Linked DNA regions of Muntiacus reevesi: region 1 is linked to region 2. The links are chromatin contacts, called in public Hi-C maps. All regions are on one chromosome and are shown on one strand. The core of a region is the stretch at or near the end of the contact, and the rest is flanking DNA. Distances in the headings are between cores, read along the strand shown. Region 1 holds the start of TRPM2 (transient receptor potential cation channel subfamily M member 2). Region 2 holds the start of PWP2 (PWP2 small subunit processome component).

What was found. Hi-C and Micro-C count contacts between places; a contact is called where the count stands out from the background.
Region 1: a Hi-C map of blood shows a contact between it and region 2, with 2.5 times the contacts expected there. The contact joins the promoter of TRPM2 here to the promoter of PWP2 in region 2.

Annotation. Positions count from the first base shown.
Region 1 is chr8:24,093,231-24,096,892 of mMunRee1.1, reverse strand. It overlaps TRPM2 (transient receptor potential cation channel subfamily M member 2), which reads right to left and starts at 1,864. Exons shown (of 33, transcript XM_065942905.1): 1 at 1,740-1,864.
Region 2 is chr8:23,878,600-23,882,187 of mMunRee1.1, reverse strand. It overlaps PWP2 (PWP2 small subunit processome component), which reads right to left and starts at 2,062. Exons shown (of 21, transcript XM_065942363.1): 1 at 1,944-2,062; 2 at 581-693. The coding sequence starts at 1,961. TRAPPC10 (trafficking protein particle complex subunit 10) reads right to left here. Exons shown (of 23, transcript XM_065942706.1): 23 at 3,288-3,588.

The DNA.
Region 1 (3,662 bases), core at 615-3,114, 210 kb before region 2:
AGCAAAAATTCTCCATGAGCAATTAGCAACCTCAGATATGCAGGTGATACCACTCTAATGACAGAAATTGAAAAGAAACTAAAGAGCCTCTTGATGAGGGGGAAAGAGGAGAGTGGAAAAGCTGGCTTAAAATTCAACTTTCAAAAAGCGATCATGGCACCAGGTCCCATCACTTCACAGCAAATAGATGGGGAAACAATGGAAACAGTGACAGATTTTGTCTCAGGCTCCAAAATCACTGCAGACAGTGACTGCAGCTACAAAATTAAACACGCTTTCACCTTGGAAGAAAAGCTATGACAAACCTAGACAGTGTATTAAAAAGCAGAGATACCACTTTGCTGACAAAGTTCCATATGGTCAAAGCTGTGGTTTTTCTAGTAGTCATGAACAGACGTGAGAGTTGGACCATAAAGAAGGCTGAGTGTGGAAGAATTGATGCTTTTGAACTGTGGTGTTGGAGAAGACTCTTGAGAGTCCCTTGGACAGCAAGGAGATGAAACCAGTCAATCCTAAAGGAAGTCAATCCAAAATATTCATTGGAAGGACTGACGCTGAAGCTGAAGCTCCAGTACTTAGGCCACCTGATGTGAAGAGCCAACTCATTAGAAAAGACCCTGATGCTTGGAAAGATTGAGGGCAGGAGGAGAAGGGGACAATAGAGGACGAGATGGTTGGATGGCATCACCAACTCAATGGACATGAGTTTGAGAAAGCTCTGGGAGATGGTGAAGGACAGGGAAGCCTGGCGTGCTGCAGTCCATGGGGTCACAAAGAGCTGAATATGATCTAGGGACTGAATAACAACAATTAGCACAGATATGTTGAGAAAACTCTAAAAGTAAAGGACTTCCAAGAAGAGAGAGAATCTGACCCCTTAGGTCTGAATATAGTAACAACATGCACACCTACAGATGTGGCCCAGCACAGAACACTGACAAAACGTGAAGCTGCAGCCCTAGAGAGGAGTGAGGGGGCTGACAGGAGCTCGGGGTGAATGTTCCCATGGGGACTCACCCAGACAGGTCTCCTCCTGGTACCCGGCCCTTCCCAGCCCAGAAGACTCACCGGTTAACAGAACCACGTGCTGGTCTGGCGCATGGCTGCGGCCCTGTGTGCGCCCACTCTCCACTCCTCTAACCCTGTAGGGGCTCCCTGCGCTCCTCCTCCAGCATCCTGAAATCCTGGCTGTGACAGCACTTTCAAGACTAAAAATAGTCACACGCGGGTGAGGGGCAAACGAACCGCCAACCACGGAACTGGGCCGAGAGGTCTTGGGGGCGGGGGTCAGAGGAAGAGCCTGAGATAGCTAAGTCCCAGATGTCCCCAAGTCGCGACACGGCGCCTCCGGACAGACCGCGCCCAGCCGTGGCGCAGCGCCTGCGCCCCGCGCCACAGTCCAGCGGACATCCGCACCCGGCCAGCCGCCTGCCTGCCGCAGCAGTCCCGCAACCCCTCTGCAGCCCCGCACCGCAGCCGGAGCCGCGCCCAGCCCTCTGCACCCCGGCGGCGCACTCACACCTTGGAGCTTGCTGCAGTCTTCCCCGACCCCGAGCTCCCGCCCCCGCGCCCGGACCCAGACCGATGCCTAGGTCCCCGCATCCCTTGGCCCACGCACCCCAGCCTGAGCTCCGACCCTTGTGCCGGCCCGACCCTCCTCCTGGATCCTGGGGCATCCTCCCCTTGATATGCGGCTCCGCAGCGCCTCGGTTCCCTCCACCCCAGGCCGGCGTGCGTACCTGCTGAGAGAGGCCCGCGCTCGCGCGTCACTCGCGCCGTCGCCGCCGCCGAGCAGGACCGCAGCCCTGGCCCCGCGGGACCCGTGCAGCGCGCTCCGCGTCACGGCTCCGGAGAGCGCTGTCCGCCCAGTCCCGCACTCCGGACCAGAGCCCAGGAGGAGAGACTAGCCCTCTGGAGCGCGGTCCGCCTCCCCAGGTCCCCTCCCAAGGGGCTGGCGCCAAGTGTGAACCCGGAGGAAGCGATTCTCATCAAGTCCTAACCGCAGGGAGGTGGGGCGCAGGACTGGACGGGGTTGTGTCGGACAATGGGGGCCTGGAGACTGGGTGAACCACTTCCCCTACTGGTCTGCTCTTGCCCTCACCCGTCTTCCTAGGGGCCCCAAGCAAGGAGCCCATTCCCTGTAAGGCAAGATCCAAGGCGCCAGGAGGAGCCCCGCACAGGGTTCACCCCAGCAGGTGCTGCCCCAGACCCACAGGTGCCTTATCCCCACCCCGGCTGCATGGCCCTTCCCAGTCCTCCTGGCTGGAGCAGAGGACTGAATGCTGACTCCTGAAAAACTGATTAAAGCTCTTCCTACAACTCCAAACTCCCTCACCACAAATCTCTCACCCCACAGCGGCCCTCTGCCTGCTCCTTCCTGGCTGCCACCCCATGTGGCCTCATGATCTAGCGAAGTGAACAGGGTCCTGTGCCTCCTCTGATGGCAGGGCCCGGGGCTGCCAGGTGACCCTCATTTCCTCCTCTGCGTGCATGGATGCAGTGTCCAGACTCCTGCCCAGAGCATCTTCCTCTAGAGGGCCTTTTGCCCCATCTGCCTCTGCCTCTCTGCAAAGCTGCCAGGTGCATGGACCAAAGTACCCCAGGTGCACTGGCCAATGGCTGGCCCCTGTCTCACTCGCCCACCACACAGAGGTTTCCAAGCAGCTTGGGGTAAGAGTCAGAACCCATCAGAGCTCCTTGTACAGCACTCGATCGTTTTCTCAAGGTACTTTGAAGATGACTGGAGTCTCTGTTCCAAGGTGGTTGGCACCAGCAATGGTGGCTGTTACCCAACAGCTCTCGGCTGCAGGGCTGCCTGCTGCAGGGCACAGCGCCTCGCCATCATGGCTGGTCCACAGGACTGCAGGTCTGGTCTGCAGGGCTGCCCGCTGCAGAGCACAGCGCCTCGCCGTCATGGCTGGTCCACAGGACTGCAGCTCTGGTCTGCAGGGCTGCCCACTGCGGGGCCCAGCGCCTAGCCATCATGGCTGGTCCACAGGACTGCAGCTCTGGTCTGCAGGGCTGCCCACTGCGGGGCACAGCGCCTAGCCATCATGGCTGGTCCACAGGACTGCAGGTCTGGTCTACAGGACTTCACACTGCAGGGGCATAGGTGCCAGCCACCACAGCTGCATCTTCAGAGCAGCAGGTGCTCAGCGAGTGGCCATCACGGGAGTTCTCCTGATACACGGATGACCACAACCCCTAAGAGGCATCTCAGACCCTAGTCAGCCGGTGAAGGAAGCAGAGACCCACACGTGTCCGCAGCCGCTTGTCAGCAGCTCTGTTCACACTCTCGCCCAGGGCTCCTTCCCCAATGCCCTCTGACCCGAGAGTCATCTCACGTCTGAAATCATACTAAAGGAAAGTTAATATTTCATGAGAGAGCAGTAACTGAAGAGCCATCGGACAGGGTGGCTTTCATTTCCATATATCCCAGGGCCTCCGTGGGAACATCACTTAAGGCCGAGTATCTCATGAACCAGGCTTCTGACAAAACATTTGTGCCCACAGTGTCCCCTCTGGGGCTCCTTCCCTTCTAGAAAACCACATATTTCACAAGCAGGTCATGCTCCATTGGCCAGACATCACTGCAAAAGCAATTATGAAACATCTTTTCCATAAAAATAGAAGTAGGAACCATAGAGTACAAGATCAGCAAG
Region 2 (3,588 bases), core at 813-3,312:
CATATCACTTTCCAGTTCTTCTTCAGCAGCCGTGAGGCCTCGACCTTGGAGTGCCCCTGCCACATGTCACTTAAACAGCTGACACCAGCAATGACCTGCGAGGAACTGGCCCTGCACTTTAGGAAACAACTCACAAGCAAGTACTACGGCCCCATTTTATAGATGCAAAAACTGAGGCATGCAGAGATCCAGGCAGCCTCTGCCACAGGAGGGTCTCACCCAGGCCACACACATCTGAGAAGACAGGAACAGAGTCACGTGCGTGCTCAGTGGAGACAGAGTGAACCTAAGCGTGCTGGCTAGGCAGCAGTCCAGGGCTGGTCCCATGCCCAGGCATCCTCTACCAGATATTTCAGCCAAGTGATGCAACCTCAGTACACAGGGTCCAGCGGAGAGGTTAGAAGGGAGGAACCAGGACCCCTACAGCCAGTCCCACTGCTGAACCATCGGCACTACGTGAATCCGCAGGCCCCTCTTGGGCTGTCTTAAGTAAAAGGTATGCTTTAGACAGGTGAGGAAAACACTTTTTACCTGCAAACCACAAGGATCACTATTGCTAAGATCATTTTAGCATACTTACTTTTTCAAGTCGAACACAGTAACTCTGTTTCCCACAGGGCTGATAACTGAATTCCCATCACAGGTAAAATTTAAGTTTCCACACCGATAGACTGTCCCCAGCAAATTTGAAAACTGAAAAGAAAACAAAACTGTCTTTATTATGTAAAGAAAATACAACTCTTGGAAACGACGAAGCGAGGCTTCTGGTCAAGGAGATGATGGTGCAGACTCTCCAGGCTCCCTCATTATTCCCGGGGTCCCTCGAGCCAACCCCCTCCTCCCAGGACAGTTCCTGGGCACCTCTCAATCCAGCCCCGAGCAGGAGAGAATACATAAGCCCAGTCCCCAGGGTCTCTGAGCTTCTGCTGGGGTGGACAAAGGGCAGGATCAGCGTAGGGTAGCCTCCAGATAGGAGGTGTCTGCTGGAGGGCGGGGAGGACAGGACCTGTGCTGCAGGAAGAGAACTGCGGACGGAACAGCCTTCCGACTGCATGTAGGGTTCAAGGCTTCCTGAACAGCTGGCAGAAAGCTTCCTAGCCTGCTGGCAGCCCATCCGTTCAATCATTCATTCAACCATCAACCACCTGCAGGTCCCACGACCTGCGTGTGGGCCACTGAGACAGGAGGAATCTCCAAGGAGCATCTGGAGCTGCAGGCGGGCAGGGTTCTGGGAACCCCAAGAGGCTACGGGGACTGGAGAGCTGGGGATGGAAGGCACCCCGAGAGGAGTTGGATGGGGGAGGTTGGGGTCACAGTGGGGGAGCATTCTAAGCAGGAAGACCAGATTGGGTAGGGGCAGCGTGTGTGTGAGGTGGACCTGAGGAAGCTCCCGCCGAGGCTAGGGCCAGGCCAAGCCTGGGACGTGAGGAGCTGGGACCTGACAGAGAGAGAAAGGCTGGAAACAACAAACCTGCGGAGGAACAGCCTTCAGGGCAGTGGCAGCAGCGGGCAGGGCCGCGCAAACGCTCACAGCTTCAGACACACAGGTGGCCCGCTGTGCCAAGGGGCCCGAGACGCGGGGAAGATGCAGAAGCGCGTCCGGTGAGCTCGGCACCCGGCTCCCGCCCTCTGCCCCCGCGTCCTCTCCACGGCGCGAGCTGCGGAGCCTGGGAACCAGGGCTTCCGTCCGGGCTGGCTTCCGCTGCCCCGCTCGGATCTCGGCGTGACCCTCCCTCAGCACTCCGCTCTTTTCGTCTGCGCGCCCGCTCCGTCCCAGTCCGGGGCTCTGAGGCCCCAGGCCGGGCCTCTCTCAGGCTGCCGGGTGAGGAGCAAGTCGGTGGTGCCTGACCCAGTGAACCCAGGCCCAGCTCCCTGGCCCCGAGGGAGCAGTCTCGAGGAGCGACTCTATCCGGACCCCCTCACCACCCCTGGCCCGCGCTCACCCTGTAAGCGAACTTCATCCCGGCAGCCACACGTGTGTTGCTTGCTCTCTGCGCCCCGCCCCTCGGCCCGCAGCAAGCACTTCCGGGATGGGAGCGCGGTCACACGCCATAGCGCCCCTCGAGGCCTGGAGGAGCAGCGCCGCCCGAGCTTGGGTCCCAGCCAGCCGGCCCCGCCCCAAGGGTGGCTTCCTGGCTGCAGGTCCAGCCCCGGAGGTGAAGCCCCACCCACCGACCCCGCCCCCAAGCGCGGGTTCTTTGCAGCCAGCACGGTCCCAAGGTGGAGTCCCAGCCCGCGGCTCCGCACCCCCCAGGTCAGGCTCAGGTCCTCTTGGGCTTGGGGTGGGTTGCCCGGCTGCTTTGACAAACCATTCCAGCACCATGGAGGGTGAGATCCGATCCGATCGTCCGATCCTACGCTTATTTGTTTAAAAGCTCTAGATCATTAAGTAGGGGCCAAAACAGCAAGACTAAGTAAATGGAAAACCTTTTCTGAAGAAAATAAATTGTATTAGTGAAGCTTCCAAATATGACAGAGGCAGTCACCTTGTCAGACTGTTGTTCAGGGGCTAAGTCGTGTCCAAATGCGACTCAATGGACTGTAGCCCACTAGGCTTCTCTGTCCTCCACCATCTCCCAGAAATTGCTCAAAGTCATGTCCACTGAGTTGGTGATGCTATCTAATGGTCTCTTCCTCCACCACGCCTTCTCCTCCTGCCCTCAACCTTTCCCAGCATCAGGGTCTTTTCCATGAGTCAGCTCTTCGCAAAAGGAGGCCAAAACACTGGAGCTTCAGCTTCAGCATCAGTCCTTCCAATGAATATTCAGGATTGTTTTCCTTTAGGATTGACTGCATTGATGTCCTTGTAGTCTAAGAAGTCAAACTGTAGGATGGCACATATGTCTACAAAAAAACCTCAAAAACTCTCTAGACTCAGATGTCTTACTTCCAGTGTGCTATTGGGCAGTAAGGGGCTTCCCTGGTGGCTCAGCAGTAAAGACTCTACCTGCCACTGCAGCAGACACAGATTCCATCCCTGAGTCGGGAAGATCTCCTAGAGGAGGAAATGGTAACCTACCCCAGTATTCCTGCCTGAAAAATCCCATGGACTGAGGGGCCTGTCAGGTTATCCAGTCCACGGGGTCGCAAGAGTCAGAAACGAGTTAGCAACCAAACAACAATTGGGCAGTAAGTTGTGAGAAAGGACCCCTAATGCTACCCCCAAAATAATTAATGTTTAGTAGTCAGGAACAAGGATTAGGGAAAGAAGACAAGAATATTCTCTTTTTTTTTACACACTCAATTTTCACACACCACAGGATAAGAATGAAGTCCAAAACAGCAGGTTTCTTCTTAAAATGTGTATTTTCAGAATTATAATGCTTACATTTTAAACAGTCTTAATACAATGGCTTTAGTCTAACAATATATTACAGAATAATGTGAAAAATGACTTTCATAGTAAACTATGAAAATGGAGTTAATACCTGCAGTATCAAAGTCACCAACTTGTCACCTTTTCCAGCCGCTGAGCGCCAGCAAACCATCTTGACCACACTCAGGTCTTACAGCCTGGTGCACAGGGTGAATACATTTAGAGAAAGGGGCATTTTCATGAAAAATCAAATTTTAAAATCACATAGGATT